3 separate regions of the Mus musculus genome follow, and regions 1 and 3 are each linked to region 2. Evidence: chromatin contacts called from public Hi-C data. All regions are on one chromosome and are shown on one strand. The core of a region is the stretch at or near the end of the contact, and the rest is flanking DNA. Distances in the headings are between cores, read along the strand shown.

Region 1 (3,080 bases), core at 24-2,523, 140 kb before region 2:
GTGCAGTATAAAACTGGTCATGGTGGTGCTTGCCTGCAGTCCTAGAACTTAGGAGGTTCAGAAGTTCAAAGTCGTCCTTGGCTGCACAGGGAGTTTGAGGCTAGCCCAGGATATATAAGACATGATTTTGTTTTTAAAGCAAGTTTTCTACCACTTCCTGCCTTTGGAGTCAACTGTAAGTTTTGACTGCCAGCTCCAACTATGACCCCATGTGTGACAGACAGGTTCTTACTGTCTCCCACGCATGAGTCCTCTGAAGAAGCAGTCACACAGGCTCTGGAGTTCTAAAATTAAGGCAAAGTGTGTACACACATTGCTAATAGGGGCCTGTAGGTCTTAAGTTAAATGCACTGGAGAAGCCTCTGCCTGTGGGGTGGGGAGGAGACAAGGGAAGCCTGGTGCTGTGAGGTGCTGGGAGAGAGAGTCAGGGACTTGGAGTTTCCCTGGAGCGGATGTGTTGTGTTCTATAAAACGAGCCAGGATCTGTTTTGTAGAGCAGGGTATGGTGAGGTGAGCCTGCCCATGCTGAGGCACCCCTTCCCCCTGAGGTCTAGAGTTTATTTGGGGGCATGGGAAGGAGGATTGAGAAGGGAGTAGTGGCAGAGAAAGACACAGAGGGAGGGGGGAAGGGACAGGAGAAGGGAGGGAGGAATACATAGAGAGAGGGGGGAGGGGAGAGAAAGAGAAACAGATCAGGAGGGAGAGAAGAGAGTCTGAGAGAGAAGGGACAGAGAGCTTAAGGAGGGGCCAAACAGCCCCTTTTATCGAAAGCCCGGCCTACCTGGCTATTGCCAGGTAACTGCTGGGCGGAGCCTAGGAGGAATGCTAACTGAATGGGCCTTAGGGCCTCACAGCTCAGAGTGCTCTTCTTTTCTAGTGATAGTTACACCAGCCTGTTTTTAAATGGCCATTTAGAAAACATGATGTACGTCAGACAGAAAGGCGGCACCATTTTCAAAGGAATCTTAACTTCTGCTTTCCACTGTAAGATTTTTTTACCTTAAGCTGATTAGAACTTCTTTAGTACAGTACCTGGAATATAATGTGCCATTGTTGTTGTTTATTTAGCAAATATCCTTGCTGTGTTCCCAGGGAACTAGTCGGGGAAGAGTGTCAGGAAGGCCCTGCAGCCTTACAAAGGGTCTGCAGGAGACCCTGACAGTTGGCAGGCGAGGCAGACATGGTCAGTGACTAGGTAACTAGGGAGTCCCCAGAGGCCGCCGCTTCCTCATTCAAAACTTGAGTTAGGTTGACAGGTTCAAAGGTCCTTGTTTTTCCTGGCATTTCTAGAATAGATAAACTAATGTTGCCTGTCACACGTTCCTTCCTCATTTGTGCTGTTCCTTCCTCATTTCCTCATTAAACTACACCGAGTACAATGCTCAGAGGAAGACTGGGGGAAGCAGAGGAGAGCAGGGGGGAGCAGGGGGGAAAAGAGGGGAGGAGGGGGAGCGGGGGAAGCAGGGGGAGCAGAGGGGAGGAGGGGGAGCAGAGGGGAGGAGGGGGAGCAGAGGGGAGCAGAGGGGAGGAGGGGGAGCAGAGGGGAATACGAGGGAGCAGAGGGGAGCAGGGGTATAAAGGGAGCAGAGAGGATTAGGGGGGTACAGTGGAGAGCAGAGGGGAAGGGGGACGGACAAACAGAGGGGAGCCTAATCTCAGGCTCCAGAGCTAGAGTTAGTCCAGAACTCTCCTACAGGATTCTCAAGTTGTAGATGAGCCGAGGACCAGTTCCTGCCTGGCTGATCTGTGAAGGTCACTGTAATCTTGTACTAGTTTTAACATTTGCTTCATGTCCGTTCTCTTAATTGTGTCTTGTTTGCATTTTACCAACCCGTTGGCAGGGATAACTGGTTTGAGGTATTTGAGCACAGTGTCTCAGCAATCACTGGCTGACCACTGAGCTCTGCAGAGAGGTTACCATTAGAAATGTGGGTTAGGATGGGTGAATGAGCATGGGTCAGCCCAGCCCACATGGGTGGAATGACAGGGAGAGTCATTTAACTTCCTCTGAAGAGAGGAGAGGGCAGTGTGCAGTAGAAAGGGCATGACTAGGCTACATGCCTGAATCCCACATCCCACAGTCCACTGTCTCAGGGTCTTCAGCTATAAAGACTGAAACCCCATTACCTGGCAAGACTTCATGAGCTTAAGCAGGGTGATACTGAGGGTGAGAGGGGTGGGGAAGCCAGGTGATGGGGGGGTGTTGGGGTATTGGGCACCTCACACAGCAGCTGCAGGTGTACTGCCTGCAAGCCTTCCTTTGTTGCCTCACACCTCTGAGTGCTTGTAATACATTCCCTTTGCCTGGCATTCCCAAGTTTAATCTGCTGAAATTCTATTTGTGCTTTCGAAGCCAAGCTCCGTGCTCTCGGGCATCCTCCCTGCTTCTTAGAGTTTATTGTTTGTTCTGTGCTGCTGCGTAACCTTTAGCATGACTCTGTCACTGGACTTTGCACTGTTCCAGTGTAATCGTTCCTGTTTGTACTGGGGATGGTACCCAGGGCCTTGCACTTGCCAGGCAGTCACTCTGCTGTCGGGCTACATCTCCAGTTTTAAATGTCAGTCCTTTGGGGGCATTGCCTATATGCTATTGCCCCGCCCATTGTTTGTGCATATTATGCATGCGTGTAGTGTGGTTTATCACCTCCCATCCCTTCCCTTCTCCTCTAGTTCCTTCTCTATGCCTGAAGAAAACGAATTCTTCCAACCCCAGCAGCTATCAATTCCCAGCTGCCTAACTCCTCAGCTTGGGGTGAAGTGTAATGAGCGCCCCCACCCCTACCCCACTCCAGAGCTTGCTGGTGTGAAGTCCTGTGCATGCAGTCGCAGCCACAGCGAGTGCTTGTACGCAGTGCTTCTGACGTGCTTGGCAGATACTGTTTGACTGCAGCTGTCCAGAAACCTCTCCACCCCTTCACCCTTTATAACCCTGAGCCTTGGAGGTGGGGATGCTGTGCGGCTGTCCCAGTTAGAGCCGAGCACAGCATGTGTTCTTATTCTCTGCATGATGACCAGTTGCGTTCACGTGTTAATCTGTGCTTGCTTTTAATCATCATGTATTTTCTTGAATGCATGAATGA
Region 2 (2,998 bases), core at 328-2,827:
CATGTGTGATTCTGATTGGATGAGGTGGTGTGGAGCTAGATGAGGTCAGTTGCCGCTACTGTATAAATACAGCCCTTGCCCTAAGTGAAAGGAGCCCCAAGTAAAGGAAGAAGCTGCGGAAGAAGGACTGCGTGAACCCGTCTTGGTGTCCATGTCGTTCTTGACTCTGCGGGTCGGAGACAGCGGCAACCAAGAGAAACTTTCCATCCCAAATTGTACCTCTTTGTAGACAGCAATGGGAGCGAAAATTATGATCATAAAGAAGAGTCTAAATCATAAGCTGCCCGGGATGTCACTCAGTGGTAGAGCACTTGCAAAGTCAGTGTAAGGTTCCTGTGGGTCCCCACAGTGGGTGCGAGAGCACCAGCCTCTCAGGCACTGACTCCAAAGGGGGCAGTCCTTTCGGAGAACCGAGGGGAAACCTACAGGCCACACTGAGATGAGGCGGGCCCAGCCACCTCTGTAAGATTAGAGCTGGGTCTGTGCCTTCCTATCAGAGCAGTGCTAACGACCCCGACCCTCTGCCTTTCTGCTTGTAGTGGGGAAGAAAGCTGCATCCCCGACTCTGAGTGCTGTGCTGTGGTGGTTTGAATAGGTATGGCCCCATAAACTCATGTGTTTAAATGCTTGTTCATAGGGAGTGGCACTGTTAGGAGGTGTGGCCTGGCTGGAGGAAGTGTGTCACTGTGGGAGCAGGGTTAGAAAGTCTCCTATTACTCAAACTACTGGCAGTGTGGCACATAGTCTCCTTCTGCTGCCTGCAGCTCAACTATCAGCTCCTTCAGGACGATGTCTGCCAGCACGCTGCCATGCTTCCCACCATGATAATAATGGACTGAACCTCTGGAACAGAGCCAGCTGCAATGAAATTTTTTTCTTTCTAACAGTTGCTCTGGCCATGGTATCTTCACAGCAGTGAAATCCTAACACGCACTGTATATCAATCACTGCAAAATACCAGGATGGTTCTCAACTGGGAGGTTCCTCACCCAGGGAGCAGCATGCTTCTAACCGAGGGCAAGGGTGCACACTGGCGCCATCTAGAGGACAGAGACCAGGCTTGCTGCCGCTATTCTAAGGACCAGGGCAGGCTCTCTGCTGTCCACAAACCACCAATTATCTGCTCCTGAGTGTCAGTGGTGTCGTGAGAAACGTTGTCGGGGAGTCAGGAGAGAGAGAGAGAGAGAGAGAGAGAGAGAGAGAGGGAGAGGGAGAGGGAGAGGGAGAGGGAGAGGGAGAGGGAGAGAGAGAGAGAGAGAGAGAGAGAGCATGCAATGGGTCAGATCAAAGAGAAAACCAAGACCAAGGTCTGTGGGACAAGAGCTGCAAAGCCGGAGAATCCATGCACTAAAGAAACAAAGATAATCGAAAGGATATGGAGGATTCTCAGAAGGAGGAGATAGCATCCATAAAACTCAGATCAAAGGTTATGAGCAAATGGAGAGCTGTGGGTGGATGACTCAAAAAGGCGGCCCTAGAAAGGAGCAATTACTGTAAAACTCAAGCAAGCTAATGGGCGGGCCAAATAGCCGCACCCACTCGTGTGCTGTGAGCCACTATGATTTGTTAATGCCGTTTCTAATATCGTCCTCTAAAACTGCTTAAATTTGAAGTCGTCCACTGCGGGGTGCTGAGCATCTATTTTCCTAATACATTATCGATGTGACCTGCCAGCAACCAAGAGCAGCTGTGGCCTGTGAGGCTGGGGTGTGTGATTAGCAAAGCCAGAGCTGCAGCAAGGGAGGTTTAGTGAACTGCAGGTCACAGCACAAGTGCTGAAGCGGAGGTAGAGGTATCGGAGAGAAAGACCGTAGCCGACGGCAGGCAAGATAAATGGCTGGGTGTGGCGGCACATGCCTGTAATCCCACCACTCTGGAGGCAGAGGCAGGAGGATTACCACAAGTTGTAGGTCAGGTTGGTCTTCATAGAAAACTCCAGGCTAGCTAGGAACAGAACAATAATGATATATGCATTAGTACAGCCCTAGGAAGTCTGGCCAGCAGTTACATCAAAGTGTATCAGGAATATGGTGCTCAAAACTAGCAGGGCATCTACATGTAATCTGAAATGTATAGGAGAGAACTCTGCTTTCTGTGTATGAGTTAATGAATGAAAATGTCAGCACTGAGCCGGGCGTGGTGGCGCACGCCTTTAATCCTAGCACTTGGGAGGCAGAGGCAGGTGGATTTCTGAGTTCGAGGCCAGCCTGGTCTACAGAGTGAGTTCCAGGACAGCCAGAGCTATACAGAGAAACCCTGTCTCAAAAAAACAAAAAAAGAAAAGAAAATGTCAGCACTGAAGTAGGAAAGGGGGGAGAGGGAGGACAAACAGTAAAGGCCATGAAGGCTCAGTCAGAAGGTACTAAGTTAATCAGATTTTAGTAGCGACAGAATCAATATGAATGTGTAGTATAAAGGGTTTGTTATAGAAACAGCCTTGTGCAGTAGTGGGAAGAGCCGGAGGAGTAGAACGTCAAAAGGGGGAGTCCGAAGACCAGAGAAACGCCCCTAACCAGCCATGATGAAAATCTGGTGCAGGTGGTCAGTTCAGGACAGGATTTGGAAAGTGAGGTACATCTGTCCAGCTGCTGAGTGGATCCCCAAATTATAGGTGGAGACCACAGAAATCTGCTGCCGTCACATCTGCTAATGGGGCAGGAGCTGCTATTTGGCCAGCCGGAGAGAGCAGTATGCAGAATGGGAGTAGAGAGAGAAGATAGAATCTCCAGGCAGCCTGTCTCTCCTACCGGGTCTAATCACCATGCCCTTCAGAATGCAATGGCTCTACTTTCCCTCCAGCCCCTGGACCTTCTGCAGCTAACTTTTGGTCAACTAGCCTGGGTCCATCTGAACATTGGTATTCTGGAATGTTTACAGCTAGCCAAGTTGACCCAGTACATGTGAATAGGCTAGTATTCTATCCTAGGGCTGACAGTTAACAGCAGTAATAACCACTCAGGAAGTTATAATTTCCCTGTGCTTCAGGGGTTCTGATCTA
Region 3 (2,805 bases), core at 194-2,693, 220 kb after region 2:
GAAATCAGGCAGAGAGGCTATGGGGAGGGCCAAGACTGGCCCGCCTGATTTCCCACCTGTGGTGAGATGATGCTTTCTCTCTCATGCTACCTGAGGCAAGTTGGCAAGGGCACCATCCCAAGAGTTGTTCTGATTTTTCCCATCGGGAAATTAGGGAGCTCTGCTTATATATCCCACAGCTGGGCAACAGAGACCAGAGAGCCCCACCTTCCAGGGCAGGGTGGGGGTAGATAGAGGAACCCCCATCCTGAGAGCTAAGTAGTTGCCTCTCCAAGTAGCTAGGCCCCATTGGTTGCAACAAGAAGCTGTGATCAGGGCCTTGTGGGAGCCACCAGGGAAACCTCCCAGAGAGGATGACCTCATCAGATGGTGTGATGCTGGCTGGCAGCAGGTGGGCACTATGTTGGGTGGCACCAAACTGACATCTCTCTTCCCCAGCAATCCTACAATGTCCTTCTCCATAGATCCCCCTGAAGATGCTCAGTTAGAGGGAGGAGGATACACTCGAGGAGGGCTCCCAGCACGGGTTACACGCTCACCCTGGGGAGAGGATAGATTAGCTACCACTGAGACCCACGCTGCACTAAGGACACACTGACAGGCGCTCCCGAAAGGGCCCGAGTAACAGGCTTGGGAGAATGGGAAGCAGCAGAGGGGCAAGGAATCAGACCTGCCTTCTGACCTGGCTCCCTGTGGACCCTCTCTGTGCCTCCTCCTCCTGCAGATCACCCAGGGCTTCCAGGTGTGTCCAACCTTTTGATGTTGCAACATGATGCTGTCACCTATGAAGTTCACACACAAGAACTCGATGTTTTAAAGAACTTTATGGTGTTGTGTTGGGTTGCACGCAAAGCTGTCTTTGAGGTATGCACCCCACAAGCTACAGTCTGGACATACCCTTTAGCTTTAGATACTGAGGGCCACCGTCTTACACGCGTTCTCGCGACCGGCCAGGAAAGACGCAACAAACCAGAATCTTCTGCGGCAAAACTTTATTGCTTACATCTTCAGGAGCAAGAGTGCAAGCCCCAAGCCCCTTGCTTACATCTTTAGGAGCCAGAGCGCCAGAGCGCCAGAGCGCCAGAGCGCCAGAGCGCCAGAGCGCCAGAGCGCAGAGCAAGAGCTCTATTGTTTACATCTTTAGGAGCAAGAGAGCAAGCCCCCAAAGCCCAAGCCCAAAACGAAAGCGAAACCCCGTCCCTCTTAAGGAGAGTTATCCTTCGCCTAGGACGTATCACTCCCTGATTGGCTGCAGCCCATGGCCGAGTTGTAGTCACGGGGAAGGCAGAGCACATGGGGTGGAGAACTACCTTTGGCACATGCGCAGATTATTTGTTTACCACTTAGAACACAGCTGTCAGCGCCATCTTGTAACGGCGAATGTGGGGGCGGCTTCCCACAACACCGTACCTCTAGCTTCTCATAGCTCAGGACTACAGGGACACTGAACCTAGAGTCGCCATGGGAAACTCCAGACTACCAGTCTCCTAATTGGTAGCTAAAGGACCAGAGTCACATCCTGAGCTGAGGGTCCTCCTATCACTTATTCCAAGACCCAGAAGCCTGAGTCCACTCTGGCAGCCTCTACTCTCTCCTGTGCCTGTGTTGAGCTTCTCAGAAGTAAATTGCTCCAGCCTGTTGCTGTGTCCTGCCTGTTCTATGCAGGGGCAGCTAAATCACCAATTCCCTCCTTGCCTTGTGGCACCAGTCGTCTCACTGCAGGGCTTCTTGGAAAGATCTCAGACCAAGAACATCCCAGCCCCTGGACCTTGCCAGTTCCCTGGCCTCTAGCTGGCTGTAGGTCCCTTATCAGTGTCATCAATGCCCGGGTCTGCCAAGGTGCCTGCCTGCCTCTAAACAATGGGGCTCACAGAAAAGGAGAGAACCTCACTTTTTTAAAAATTATTTTTATTTCTGATTTTGTGTATGTTGGTACATGCTGGTAGTTATGTACATGTGAGTACAGGTGTTCACAGGGCTAGTCATTCCCGAGGTGAAAGCAGTCATGAGCTACTTAATGTGGGTGCTGGGAAGCCAACCTGGGTCCTCTAGGAGAACAATGTAAGTTCTTAACTGATGGGCCATCTTTCCAGCCTCAGACCTCACCTCTTGAAGGCACTCTGCTGCAGGAACCTCGGCTAGCCACCAGAGCTCCATACCATCCCTGTAAACCCCAGGATGACCCACTGAGCTCCGGATCCCTTCAGTCATGTTCCCTGGCTTTGCAGTACTTGGCAGTGTGTGGAGCCCACTTCCATCACACATTGCTTTGTGGTACCAGTGAGATCATGCTCTCCTGGGGGTGAGTCTTCATTTCAGGAAAGCCAAGACAATAATTCCATTCTGATCTCACCAGATTGCCAGAGGCTGCATGGGAACACAGGGGCACAGAGCCTGGCCGGGTAGGCGGTGTCAAGGTGTTCCTAGGACGCTGCTCATCCAACATGGCTGCGCTGAGCCCTGTGACAGTGAATGGGGGTGAACTAGATGTCAGAGCTCTGAGTGCTCTGGCAGAGGAGACAGGTAGGGCACTCAGGTACACAGTGTGTCACAGGCCGAGGAGGACCCAAGGCAGCCCCCACTAAGTCACAGGTGCTGAGCAGCAGTTTGACTGTAGGACAATGCTGTGAGCATATCAGTGATGGGGGGAGACATGGGGACAAGCATGACCAGGCCAGGGGACCTAGGCAGATTTGCATGCTAAGAGGACGTGGGTATCTGTCACGGACCCTCCTGAGAGGCTGAAAACCTATGGGTGACCTGGTCAAGAAAAGATTTTAGCAAAAGAGGTTGATGGCTGGATCA

Evidence for each region. A called contact is a pair of places that touch in the nucleus more often than the background predicts.
Region 1: a contact with region 2 is called in a Hi-C map of bone marrow-derived macrophages, with 29 read pairs. The contact joins two enhancer-like sites. A contact is called at or near these places in 5 of 484 Hi-C or Micro-C datasets (CD8 T cells, the G1E-ER4 cell line, bone marrow-derived macrophages and 2 more) and 1 of 9 other capture datasets (adipose tissue).
Region 3: a Hi-C map of the N1E-115 cell line shows a contact between it and region 2, with 6 times the contacts expected there. The contact joins two enhancer-like sites. A contact is called at or near these places in 13 of 484 Hi-C or Micro-C datasets (the AML12 cell line, the HL-1 cell line, the N1E-115 cell line and 8 more), 2 of 115 datasets of contacts at active chromatin or transcription factors (embryonic stem cells and extraembryonic endoderm stem cells) and 2 of 9 other capture datasets (embryonic stem cells and embryonic trunk).

The regions. Positions count from the first base shown.
Region 1 is chr7:99,100,119-99,103,198 of GRCm38.p6, reverse strand. The region is part of intron 3 of Uvrag (UV radiation resistance associated gene); the gene reads left to right. Among named protein-coding and RNA genes, the nearest start is that of Uvrag, 39 kb to the left of the region's middle. Within about 2 kb of position 1,273, at least 124 of the 459 cell types and tissues checked have an H3K27ac peak or open chromatin away from gene starts, as enhancers often do. A contact at or near this core is called in CD8 T cells, the G1E-ER4 cell line and bone marrow-derived macrophages, where this site is marked.
Region 2 is chr7:98,960,755-98,963,752 of GRCm38.p6, reverse strand. The region is part of intron 12 of Uvrag (UV radiation resistance associated gene); the gene reads left to right. Among named protein-coding and RNA genes, the nearest start is that of Gm33827, 86 kb to the right of the region's middle. Within about 2 kb of position 1,577, at least 100 of the 459 cell types and tissues checked have an H3K27ac peak or open chromatin away from gene starts, as enhancers often do. A contact at or near this core is called in CD8 T cells, the G1E-ER4 cell line, the N1E-115 cell line and 1 more, where this site is marked.
Region 3 is chr7:98,744,054-98,746,858 of GRCm38.p6, reverse strand. No RefSeq gene overlaps it. Among named protein-coding and RNA genes, the nearest start is that of Gm33720, 18 kb to the left of the region's middle. Within about 2 kb of position 1,443, at least 7 of the 459 cell types and tissues checked have an H3K27ac peak or open chromatin away from gene starts, as enhancers often do. A contact at or near this core is called in the N1E-115 cell line, where this site is marked.